Regions from separate parts of the Mus musculus genome. Here all the other regions are linked to region 3. The links are chromatin contacts, called in public Hi-C maps. All regions are on one chromosome and are shown on one strand. Each heading gives the region's core, a stretch centred on a gene start, on an enhancer-like site or on the middle of the called end of the contact. The rest is flanking DNA. Distances are from core to core; before and after follow the strand shown.

Region 1 (3,764 bases), core at 58-2,557, 430 kb after region 3:
CAGAAGTGGATGCTCACAGTCAGCTATTGGCTGGATCACAGGGCCCCCAATGGAGGAGCTAGAGAAAGTACCCAAGGAGCTAAAGGGGTCTGCAACCCTATAGGTGGAACAACAATATGAACTAGCCAGTACCCCCCCAGAGCTTGTGTCTCTAGCTGCATATGTATCAAAAGATGGCCTAGTTGGCCATCAGTGGAAAGAGGCCCATTGGTCATGCAAACTTTATCTGCCTCAGTACAGGGGAACGCCAGGGCCAAGAAGTGGGAGTGAGTGGGTAGGGGACTTTTGGGATAGCATTGGAAATGTAAATGAAATAAATACCTAATAAAAAATAAACAAAATAAAAAAATGATGCTTCCAAAGTTCCTCAACTATCAAGACACTAGGGCATACGCAGTTGAAGTTTATGTCTTCTGGAAGCTTTGTGTGCACTTCTCAGATGCTCCTCTGAATTGCAACAGAAAATACAAGACTATTAATAATGATGTCTTAGCTGTTGTCCACAATCATAGAATTTATGTTTACCTCGGGGCACTGGCGAGGACTTTCATGAGAATACTAGTTTACAAGCTATTTTAAGTTTTGTCACATAATGTGTCAATCCATGTGGCAGCTCACATTTTAATACTAATTGATGGGGTACATTCTTAAGAAGTGTTATTATTCATGTTGGCTAATTCTCAACTAACCAGGTGGCACACATTCAGATTATACGTTCAATTACTTCAGAAAGCTGTTTGTCTTCAGTTTCTGTCACCAGCCAAATGTTTCTTTGTCTTATATGTGTAATGAATTTTTATGATGATTATAGAACCATAAATCACCATGATTTTGACCTACTGCAACATGTTTTTTCTCTGCCAACTATCACTTAATTCATAAATTTATGATTTCCAAATACCATGAAATGATTTTAAAAGTCGGTGCTTTGAAGATAATTTATATAGTTGCTACAGGTATATGTAATTCAAATTTAAAGATTATGTTCTTTCCAATAAATCCCATCAGTATGAAAGTGGGTACAATGTCAGGCAAAAACAATGCAGAATTATTTCCATCTTCTTAAAGATATTTTTGTTTGGAATAATAAAAGACATTTTTTCCCATGAAAAAATTTCTCAGCAAAAAGGTGAGAGATAATTTTTATTATAATTTCCTTCCAAAAATACCAACCTCGCTGACATTTTACTTCACATTTCAGCTATAAATTTAGGTTTTAGAAGTGAGGCTTTAAAAGTACTCTGTTTCAGTGAAAATTTCACTGTAATGCTAAATGGGTTGCCATGCCTTGAGCAACAGCTCCCTCTATGGTCCATCATCACCCAGGTAATGACTGTGCATCTTCTGCAACACCATAGGCCCTTCCTTCTATGACCAATACTCTCCTAGATACAATGCTAAGATGATACTGAACATTAGCAGGCTAGGTTTTTCTTTCCTTTTTCCCCTTCAAAATGCATCTTATTGCTTATAATTCTGTTATTCTGTTTATTGTTAGATGTGATTTACTCAATTACAATTTTAGTTATATTTCATACATACAACTTGATCCTTATGCAATAAAGAATCAGAGTTATGGGGAACAATCACAGATTGGATAAATTTCTGTTTATCTGGTCATAGATTTTCAATTGTACTGATGTTTCAGTACAATTATGTGTATGTAAATGTATTCACATTTCTTTAGAAATGTCATGTTATAGATTTCATTTTAAATATTGTCTACAGTGAAAAAATAAAATCATATTTAACTGTAAGTCCTAGAAAAAAGCCCTACATTTATATACAAGAAAACCCTTTATATACAAGTAGTACATCTAAGACTCAAGAACCCATCTGTTACCAGGAAATGTTAAACTGGGGAAACATTTTGAAATAAAGTACAAAAAGGGCAACTGGTTTTTAAAGGGAAAGGAAATGTATATAAGAAGAAGGGGCTGAGGCTTCTTTTATTCTGGCCTCTTCTAACATAACAAAGCAACTCTGAAAGGTTTATAGTGTTGTATGGGAAACTTCAGGGAAAGTAGTGGCTCAAACTGAAGTATCAGCTGGCTTTGTTGGAGAGATTAGAACCATAGAAAGAGAACCAACCTGTTCCTTATCTGATACCTGCATCATCACCCTACTTTGGAATCTTCCATTCAATAGTGGTAGAAGTTACATAGACATCATGTTAGGCAGAACTACATTCCAACTATATTATGTTACTATTCTGCATTGGATGACAAGTCAACAAGTTTCCTAGTAACAGATGGGTTGTTGAGTCTTAGATGTACTACTTGTATATAAAAGGTTTTCTTGTATATAAATGTAGGGCTTTTTTTCTAGGACTTAGAGTTAAGTATGATTTTATTTTTTTCACTGTAGACAATATTTAAAATGAAATCTATAACATGACATTTCTAAAGAAATGTGAATACACTTACATACACAGAGAGAGAGAGACAGAGAGACAGAGACAGAGACAGAGAGAGAGCACTAGAGAGGGTAAGGGAGAGATAGAAAAGACATTGTATGAGAGACAATTTGGAATAAAATTTTATTCTAAAACAAATATTTGTAACCACACTGAAAATGAATTAATTTACTCAATTTCTTATTCAAATTATTCCCACAGTCACCTAACTGAATTAAATATTTTCTATCTACTTTAGCATCAAAATCTGTGGAGTTGAAGTTACAGGTGGGTCTGGATACCATATATGAGTGCTGAGAACTGAACTAGGGTCCTTTGCAAGAACAGTATGTTCCGATAATCACTGTGTCATCTCTCTCTCCCTCTCCTCTTATAGCTGAGACATAAACTTGAAATGTAACCAAGAAATGCATGGCTCCCAAGATTTCACTCCTTCCTTTTTGTCAGTATTCATTTTCATTTTCTATGTGTATGAGTATTTTGCTTGTATGTATACATGTGCACTGCGTTTGTGTGTGTGTGTGGGGGGGGGGGGTAAAGAACAGAGTCTTTAAAGAACAGAGTCTAGTAAAGAACATCAAATCTTTTGGATCTGAGCTTAGAAATTATTGTTAGCTCATCACTTTGTACTAAGAACCAACATGGGTCCTCTACAAGTGCAGCTAGTTTTTTTAACCTCTAAGCCATTTCTACAGCCCCAAAGATGGCTTCTTTCTTTTTTAACCTTCTTGCAATATTGTCTACTTTTTCTTGTGACATTGTCGCCTTTTGTTTGAATCGGCTCCAAAACATGTATTTAGACAATATATCACATATGTTATAGGTAAACACACTTATATAAACAATAATAATTTTATAATTTTTCTGTATAAATTCTTCTAGAGTAAAAAACATTTGTCAAGTTGCTCAAAGAACGTGCTTAAAAACAAAAGTGACTTTCACAATGGAAAGCTACACAGCCATGCCCAAGAACAGAAAATATAAATATATTTCATAATGACCATCAGAAAATGCAAAGAACACATATACACATATGAAACATGCAGAGAGAGGAACGAGAAATCTTTGGAATTTTGTAAATACATTATTGGAGAATTAGACTTGGGTGCCTTTCCAATTAAAGAGTTAGAGGGATGCTAATGAAAAGAATATAACAATAAACAAAATAACAAATCAGATGGCATTCTCAGAGTCTAAGTTATGCCTGCTTATATGAAAGATTATAACGCCAAGACAAAGTCAGTTTAGAAAAAATTCTCATGTGTATGCATATGAAAAATATGCCTCTCAATGATCTGAAATTATATAATTAAAGAAGGTAATTTAATACACACCAATTTACATGGTT
Region 2 (3,646 bases), core at 664-3,163, 320 kb after region 3:
GATTGCAGGCTTGTACAACCACTCTGGAAATCAGTCTGGCAATTCCTCAGAAAATTGGACATAGTACTACTGGAGGATCCAGCTATACCTCTCCTGGGCATATATCCAGAAGATGCCCCAACTGGTAAGAAGGACACATGCTCCACTATGTTCATAGCAGCCTTATTTATAATAGCCAGAAGCTGGAAAGAACCCAGATGCCCCTCAACAGAGGAATGGATACAGAAAATGTGGTACATCTACACAATGGAGTACTACTCAGCTATTAAAAAGAATGAATTTATGAAATTCCTAGCCAAATGGATGGACCTGGAGGGCATCATCCTGAGTGAGGTAACACATTCACAAAGGAACTCACACAATATGTACTCACTGATAAGTGGATATTAGCCCCAAACCTAGGATACCCAAGATATAAGATACAATTTCCTAAACACATGAAACTCAAGAAAAATGAAGACTGAAGTGTGGACACTATGCCCCTCCTTAGAATTGGGAACAAAACACCCATGGAAGGAGTTACAAAGACAAAGTTTGGAGCTGAGATGAAAGGATGGACCATGTAGAGACTGCCATATCCAGGGATCCATCCCATAATCAGCATCCAAATGCTGATACCATTGCATATACTAGCAAGATATTATCGAAAGGACCCAGATGTAGCTGTCTCTTGTGAGACTATGCCGGGGCCTAGCAAACACAGAAGTGGATGCTCACAGTCAGCTAATGGATGGATCACAGGGTTTCCAATGGAGGAGCTAGAGAAAGTAGCCAAGGATCTAAAGGGATCTGCAACCCTATAGGTGGAACAACATTATGAACTAACCAGTACCCCGGAGCTCTTGACTCTAGCTGCATATGTATCAAAAGATGGCCTAGTCGGCCATCACTGGAAAGAGAGGCCCATTGGACACGCAAACTTTATATGCCCCAGTACAGGGGAATGCCAGGGCCAAAAAGGGGGAGTGGGTGGGTAGGGGAGTGGGGGTGGGTGGGTATGGGGGACTTTTGGTATAGCATTGGAAATGTAAATGAGCTAAATACCTAATTAAAAATGGAAAAAAAATCTAGCACTTTCTCTGAAGCAATGCAGCTAGTAATACTAGTAATAGTCAAATTAAGATAAAGGCTCAGGCTGAATAGACTATCTAAAATATGTTAGCTCTCTAGTTTTCATGGAGTTCAGGAAGTAAAACACATTCAAATGTTTCATCCTTCTCAGGATGAGGATTTTTAAAAAAGGGATTATATACTCACACATCCTTCAGTGAATACATTGTGGTTAGCTTAATAATGTTGAAAATTTTACTGACATGGCAGGAAATTCATTGACTGTCTACTAGACTATTGCTGGCCACTCCAGTGCACTTTACCCCACAGTACTGAGGGGACACTAGCAGAATCACTTTGCTGATGGTAAAATCAAAGTTAGAACAGTTATGTAATTTTTAAGACCACATTGTACCTAGTTTTGGAGCTGGAATTTGAAGCCAAGTCTGACTATATAATTTAAATCTGCAAAAAAAAAAAAAAAAAAAAAAAGCACAGATGTCATGTACATCTCTGAATGTTATAGAGATCTTTTTATGTTTCTTGCCTAGGATCCAGCCATCCCACACTCTGATTATTATGATCTCAGGATGATGGTCTTTATTTTAAATAAACAGCTCCTTTTAGATTTAGGACAGTTAGCATCAAAGAGGCAGATGGTTCTTCTGCCATTAGTGTCCATCTAAAGAGGAAAAGAACATAATATACCCTGTATTAGCCACACCATGACTCACCATCGCAGACATCCATTTGCAACTTTCTTCCTCCCCTCCACATATATTAATACATTCTGGTTACCTGCTTATGTGCAGCATCAGTAAAGAAAATGACATATTTTTAAAAGAGTTGGGGAATTATGAAGAGATGCATCACCTCTTAGTCTTGCCTGACTCATTACACAAAACTTCTTTTCAATGACTCACTCACAAGGACAGTAAAAAAGACTTTGTTCCTCACATAACACTTTCTTGAATAAGTACCAGCTCCACTGTCTGTTGGTTGAAGACAAAGAGAGGTATTAGCATGCTTCAAGTGGTCACACCAGTCTTGGCCCAGTTACAACAACCTCATGGTCATTTCTAAAGCCTGAAGATCTAAGCTCACAGCTGACATTTAAGACAACTTCTGTATCCATTGTTCAGTAATAGAAGATTGTCAGAGAAGATACTTAGTGCAGGCTCCTTCCTGGCCCAACATTTCCCATATTCTGCACACACCATATTCACCTGACATGTGACAGTATGGGACTGATTACAATAGGACATGGTTAGTGATTGTGACCCAGATGTCTGACCCCAGTTTTGTTGCCATACACCAAAAGAAAAGTCCTTTTGATATGAATCTGAAATCTCTAAAAGAAAAGGCAACCTCTAAAGTGTGAGGAAGGCAGTGCAGTAAAGTAGTTCACATTGTGCAAGCATAAGGACCTGAGTTACATCTCAAGGTCCACAGAAAAGTGGGCCATGGCAGTGAGATGGTAAAAACCCAGTGCTAGGACCCAGTCTAGCCAGAATCAGTGAGAGACCCTGTCTTAAAAAATAAGATGGAGTGCTATTGAGGAAGATATCTTGTGTCAAACTCTTATTTCCACACTCACATAAATATATCTATATGCACCCACCGCACTTCCATACATGTGGCTACACATGTGAACACTTATATGGTGCAAAGACACACACACACACACACACACACACACACACACACACACACACACACACAAACACACACACACACAGAGGGAGAGAGAGAGAGAGAGAGAGAGAGAGAGAGAGAGAGAGAGAGAGAGAGAGAGAGGACAAAGTCCAAGTTAGTGTTGGTACTATGACCTTCCTGCTCTCTTCCCAAGTCTGAGAATCTCAGGATCTGATTGTGAAGAAAGATGCCTCAGTAAGAGACCTGCTGTACAGAAATGCCTGCTAATGGGAGGAAAGTCGCTTGGTCTTGCGAAGATTATATGTCCCAGTACAGGGGAATGCCAGGACCTTGAAGCAGGAGTAGGTGGGTTGGGAAGCAGGGTAGGAAGAGGGTATAGGGGACTTTCAGAGAGGAAACTAGGAAAGGGGATAGCGTTTGAAATGTAAATGAAGAAAATATCTAATTTAAAAGAAAGAAAGAAAGAAAAGAAATGCCTGGTAAATCTTACAATTCCCCTTGTGGAAGAAACTTCCTTTTTTTTTCTCTTTCACTGTGAGAGGAGCTTCTTGTTCCATGCAAAGGATGAGCTCGATCATATCAGTCTTGCTAAAGCACTAATGTCTTTTCTTCATGCTCTTTTACTGATTTTAAAACATAAAGTTTGGGTCACTGAGAGTGTTTTTCTAAAGGTCTTTTATTTGTAGCTTTAGCTTCTGTCCATGAGTTGGACATGTTTCCTCTTGCAAGTGCTACCTGTCTTTGCCTTATAGAAGCCTAAAAGCAATGGGAAATCTTTGCCATTACTGTAATGTAATGTGCCAGAATAAAACTTTTTTTGCAAGAATATAAAGTATTTTCATAGTTATTGGAGCTAAGCCATATAGATACTTCTTAAAAGACACTTATAACAGATCCTCTAAAGCAGGCAATTTTATGCCAAGGTTATATTTCTAAGTCT
Region 3 (3,362 bases), core at 94-2,593:
GCTAGAGAGCCTGCCCTGGTGATGTGATACTGGAGAGATGGCAGCTAACCAGCTCAGATTCTACCTAGGCCCAGATCTGGAGCTCTGAGTCGCCTCAATCCAACATCTATGCCATCTATGAACTGCTGGAGTGGGTGAAGGGGACAGTCCTGCACATCAAGAAATTCAGGATCTCTAGGACACAGGGCAACAACAGGATATCCAAGAGCAGTCCTAGTAAAGATCCTCAAACTAGGCCAAGACTTAATAACAGTGAACATTAGCAAGCCAAGAAGTTTGAACAGGATTTACTATGGGACACACTGTGGCATACTACAGCTTCCACAATGAGATTTTTTTCATTTAGGGTGTCTTCCATTCAGTATCCTGTCAGCCCTCCAGCTTGCCTCTCTGCTCTGGTTTCAATAAGACTAGTGATGAATGAGAGAATTTGTAGGAGGCACAGGACACCCTGTCTTTTCTCGGAACCTTAAAGAAAACATTCATACATGGACAAACAGAAAAATATACGAACTTAGTGTTCATGACAGAAATGTATTATGTAGTAACAATCTATTCATGGCTTTCTGCAATAACCTGTTAGCTCATTGCCTTTATGTACGGTAAATTCAAATAGAGATTATGCAGAAACTTACCATACAAAGATGGCAGCAAAGTTCACTGGAATTCCTCAAAGCAAAGCAGTACAAGAAGACAAGGCTTTCAATTCAATTGCATTGAAATCATTCACATTAAGCAAAATAAAATGATGATAAAATCATATTTTCTTAAAACATTTTTGGAGCAGGGAGCAAAACTCATATTAAGGAAACAACTTGCCACTTAAAGAATGTCAGCTTAAAATATTTCTCATATAGTGACTATAAAAATCTCCAGGTTTTGTAAAATGATTAACTAATATAGGGGGGAGACAGAATTATGATCTCTACTAGTTGGCAGATGATGCCCTCTTATAACTACTGTCACTCTGGCAGAAGCAATATGCTTATTTAAAAAGTATAACAGAGAATTAACCCATGTATATGTGCTCCCTTTACTTTTCTGAGTATGATAATTTTTTTTGTTCATTATAGTTGTTGGGGAAATGTTTAATGGACATCCATGTTTTGCACAGGTGGACCTGAACACCAAATATTTTTATGCTCACAAAGTTTGCAGTTTGCCAGACTGCAGCAAAACCACATTTTCATCTTAACTTTTGATGGTCTCTTTCTGTTACTGAGAATAAAGACATTCTTCTTAAGTTTTTACCAAAGCAGCTGTCTCTGATGGTACAGGGCCATCAAGAAATCTCACAAGCAAATGCCAAGAACGTCACAAGATGAGAGTCATCTTTTCCCTTAACATTTTTGGAAGACTTTCTTCATATCTATAAAATACCATCTCATAGAGAATGCAAATGCAGTGCCTCTAGAAGTGGCTTTTTACTCTCAAAATACGAAAAACAAGCAAGGGAATGTCACAATGGATTACTTTTGAAACTTGGTAATGTAATCCTATTTCACACACACACACACACACACACACACACACACATATACACACGATGAAGTTTCAGGACATAGAAATATGAAATAAATGGATAGGCATATTGCCTAGTAGGGAGAATGTTTGCCTAGTGCACAGGAAGCCACTATTTTGGTATCCAGCATTGGGTGTGGTAGATGTGCCTATAATGCCAGCACCTGGGAGGTGAAGACCGAGGGAGCAGACCTTTAAAATCAAGTTTAACTATATAGTAGACTTGAAGAAAACCTGGGATACATGGGACTCTGTCTCAAAGAAAATCAATAAAGTACAAATTAAGGTTCACTTATCAACTAAAACATATCCCATGAAAAGAGTTTCTTTTTGTAAAAATTATGTTAGACATTCAAATTTAATCTCTCTCTCTCTTTCTGTCTCTCTCTCTTTCTCTGTCTCTCTCTCTCTCTGTGTCTCTCTCTGTCTCTGTCTCTCTGTCTCTCTCTCTGTCTCTGTCTCTGTCTCTCTCTCTCTCTCTCTCAATGCTAGCAAAGATGACTATTATGCTGCTTTATAAGAAACATGATTTGGCCTCTGAAGTGTGTGACAACAGTGATTGTTGCATCGCTCCAACATGTACTGACTTGTTCAGCATAGAGTTAAAAAAAGAAACTTTTGCATACACTATGTCTTTGGCTTCAAAATCCATTTTCTAACCTTTGAAATTTCAGTAAAAATGTTCTCTCTCCTGTGTGCTGTCAGGGAAACCTCTCAGCAGTCACATTTCTAGCTTCTGGTTCTGCTTCTGTGACAGGGTCTCCTTGATTGAAGCTCTTTAACCAGATCAGAAGGCAGACCCCTGAGCCTCTGTGATCGTTTGCTTAGTGACCCCCTCAGAGAAGGGCAATGAATTGCTTGTTACTTTTCAAGTTTCTCAGAGATGGAGAGAATTTTATAAGCTCTCAGGAGATTGTTTTAAATGGGGTTGTTTTTAATTCACTGAAAATGGTCTGTGGAAGATGACTTCTACATAATTGTACCCATGGTGGCTAACTAGTATGTGTCTTTTTATGAAGTAAAGAGTTCATGTGCACACAGCTAGGAAGCACCTATGCATTATAGATGTGGTTACCAATGTTTGAAAGTGTTACCGAAAATAGGGACAAATTACATGGAAATGATGTCGTGTCAAGTGTAATCCTATCATTTATTTTAAGAAGGGTGGACCATGTTCATTATACTGAATCACTGCTGGAATGAACATTCCAGAAAAATAATGAAAGTTATCAGAAAACAAGTGTTGGTTTTGTTTTCCAGGAGAAAAGGAGGTAAGGATAGGTAGAAGATGGGTCAGGAGGGATAGGTTCATTTTCTATGGCCTCTTCGGCTATAACTGGATGCTTAACATCTCCCTCAAGAGCTGAGGCTTTAAAATCATTTAGGAGATGGGCTGCTTCTTGCTTCTGACTGATAATGGTTATTTTCAAAGTCCCTGTCTTGACTAGATTATTTATTCATCTATTTATGTATCTATTTATGTATCTATGAATCTATCTATGTGTTTACCTATGTATCTATGTATCTATCTATATGAATATATGTATGTATGTATGTATCTATCATCTATATATCTATGCATCTATCTACCTATTATCTATCTATCTATCTATCTATCTATCTATCTATCTATCTATCTATCTATCATCTATCTACCTATCCTCTGAGCTCTGTCAATCCTCCACTTCAAGGCCTTGAACACACTCATCTTTTATCTTTTCCCTGTCTCCAAATTTTGTTTCATTGAGAACATCAGTTGAGATTATGCAGTATGTATACCTCTTATAGCTGTCATACAGGCCTTGGATATTCTGTTTTTTTTATTTGAGAATTAATTATTT

Evidence for each region. A called contact is a pair of places that touch in the nucleus more often than the background predicts.
Region 1: a contact with region 3 is called in a Hi-C map of cortical neurons. The contact joins two enhancer-like sites. A contact is called at or near these places in 4 of 484 Hi-C or Micro-C datasets (cerebral cortex, cortical neurons and forebrain).
Region 2: a contact with region 3 is called in a Hi-C map of cortical neurons, with 4 times the contacts expected there. The contact joins two enhancer-like sites. A contact is called at or near these places in 4 of 484 Hi-C or Micro-C datasets (cerebral cortex, colorectal tumor organoids and cortical neurons).

What each region holds. Positions count from the first base shown.
Region 1 is chr2:8,379,139-8,382,902 of GRCm38.p6, forward strand. No RefSeq gene overlaps it. Among named protein-coding and RNA genes, the nearest start is that of Gm30904, 36 kb to the left of the region's middle. Within about 2 kb of position 1,308, at least 8 of the 459 cell types and tissues checked have an H3K27ac peak or open chromatin away from gene starts, as enhancers often do. A contact at or near this core is called in cortical neurons, where this site is marked.
Region 2 is chr2:8,274,553-8,278,198 of GRCm38.p6, forward strand. No RefSeq gene overlaps it. Among named protein-coding and RNA genes, the nearest start is that of Gm30904, 69 kb to the right of the region's middle. Within about 2 kb of position 1,914, at least 10 of the 459 cell types and tissues checked have an H3K27ac peak or open chromatin away from gene starts, as enhancers often do. A contact at or near this core is called in cortical neurons, where this site is marked.
Region 3 is chr2:7,953,113-7,956,474 of GRCm38.p6, forward strand. No RefSeq gene overlaps it. Among named protein-coding and RNA genes, the nearest start is that of Gm30904, 390 kb to the right of the region's middle. Within about 2 kb of position 1,344, at least 4 of the 459 cell types and tissues checked have an H3K27ac peak or open chromatin away from gene starts, as enhancers often do. A contact at or near this core is called in cortical neurons, where this site is marked.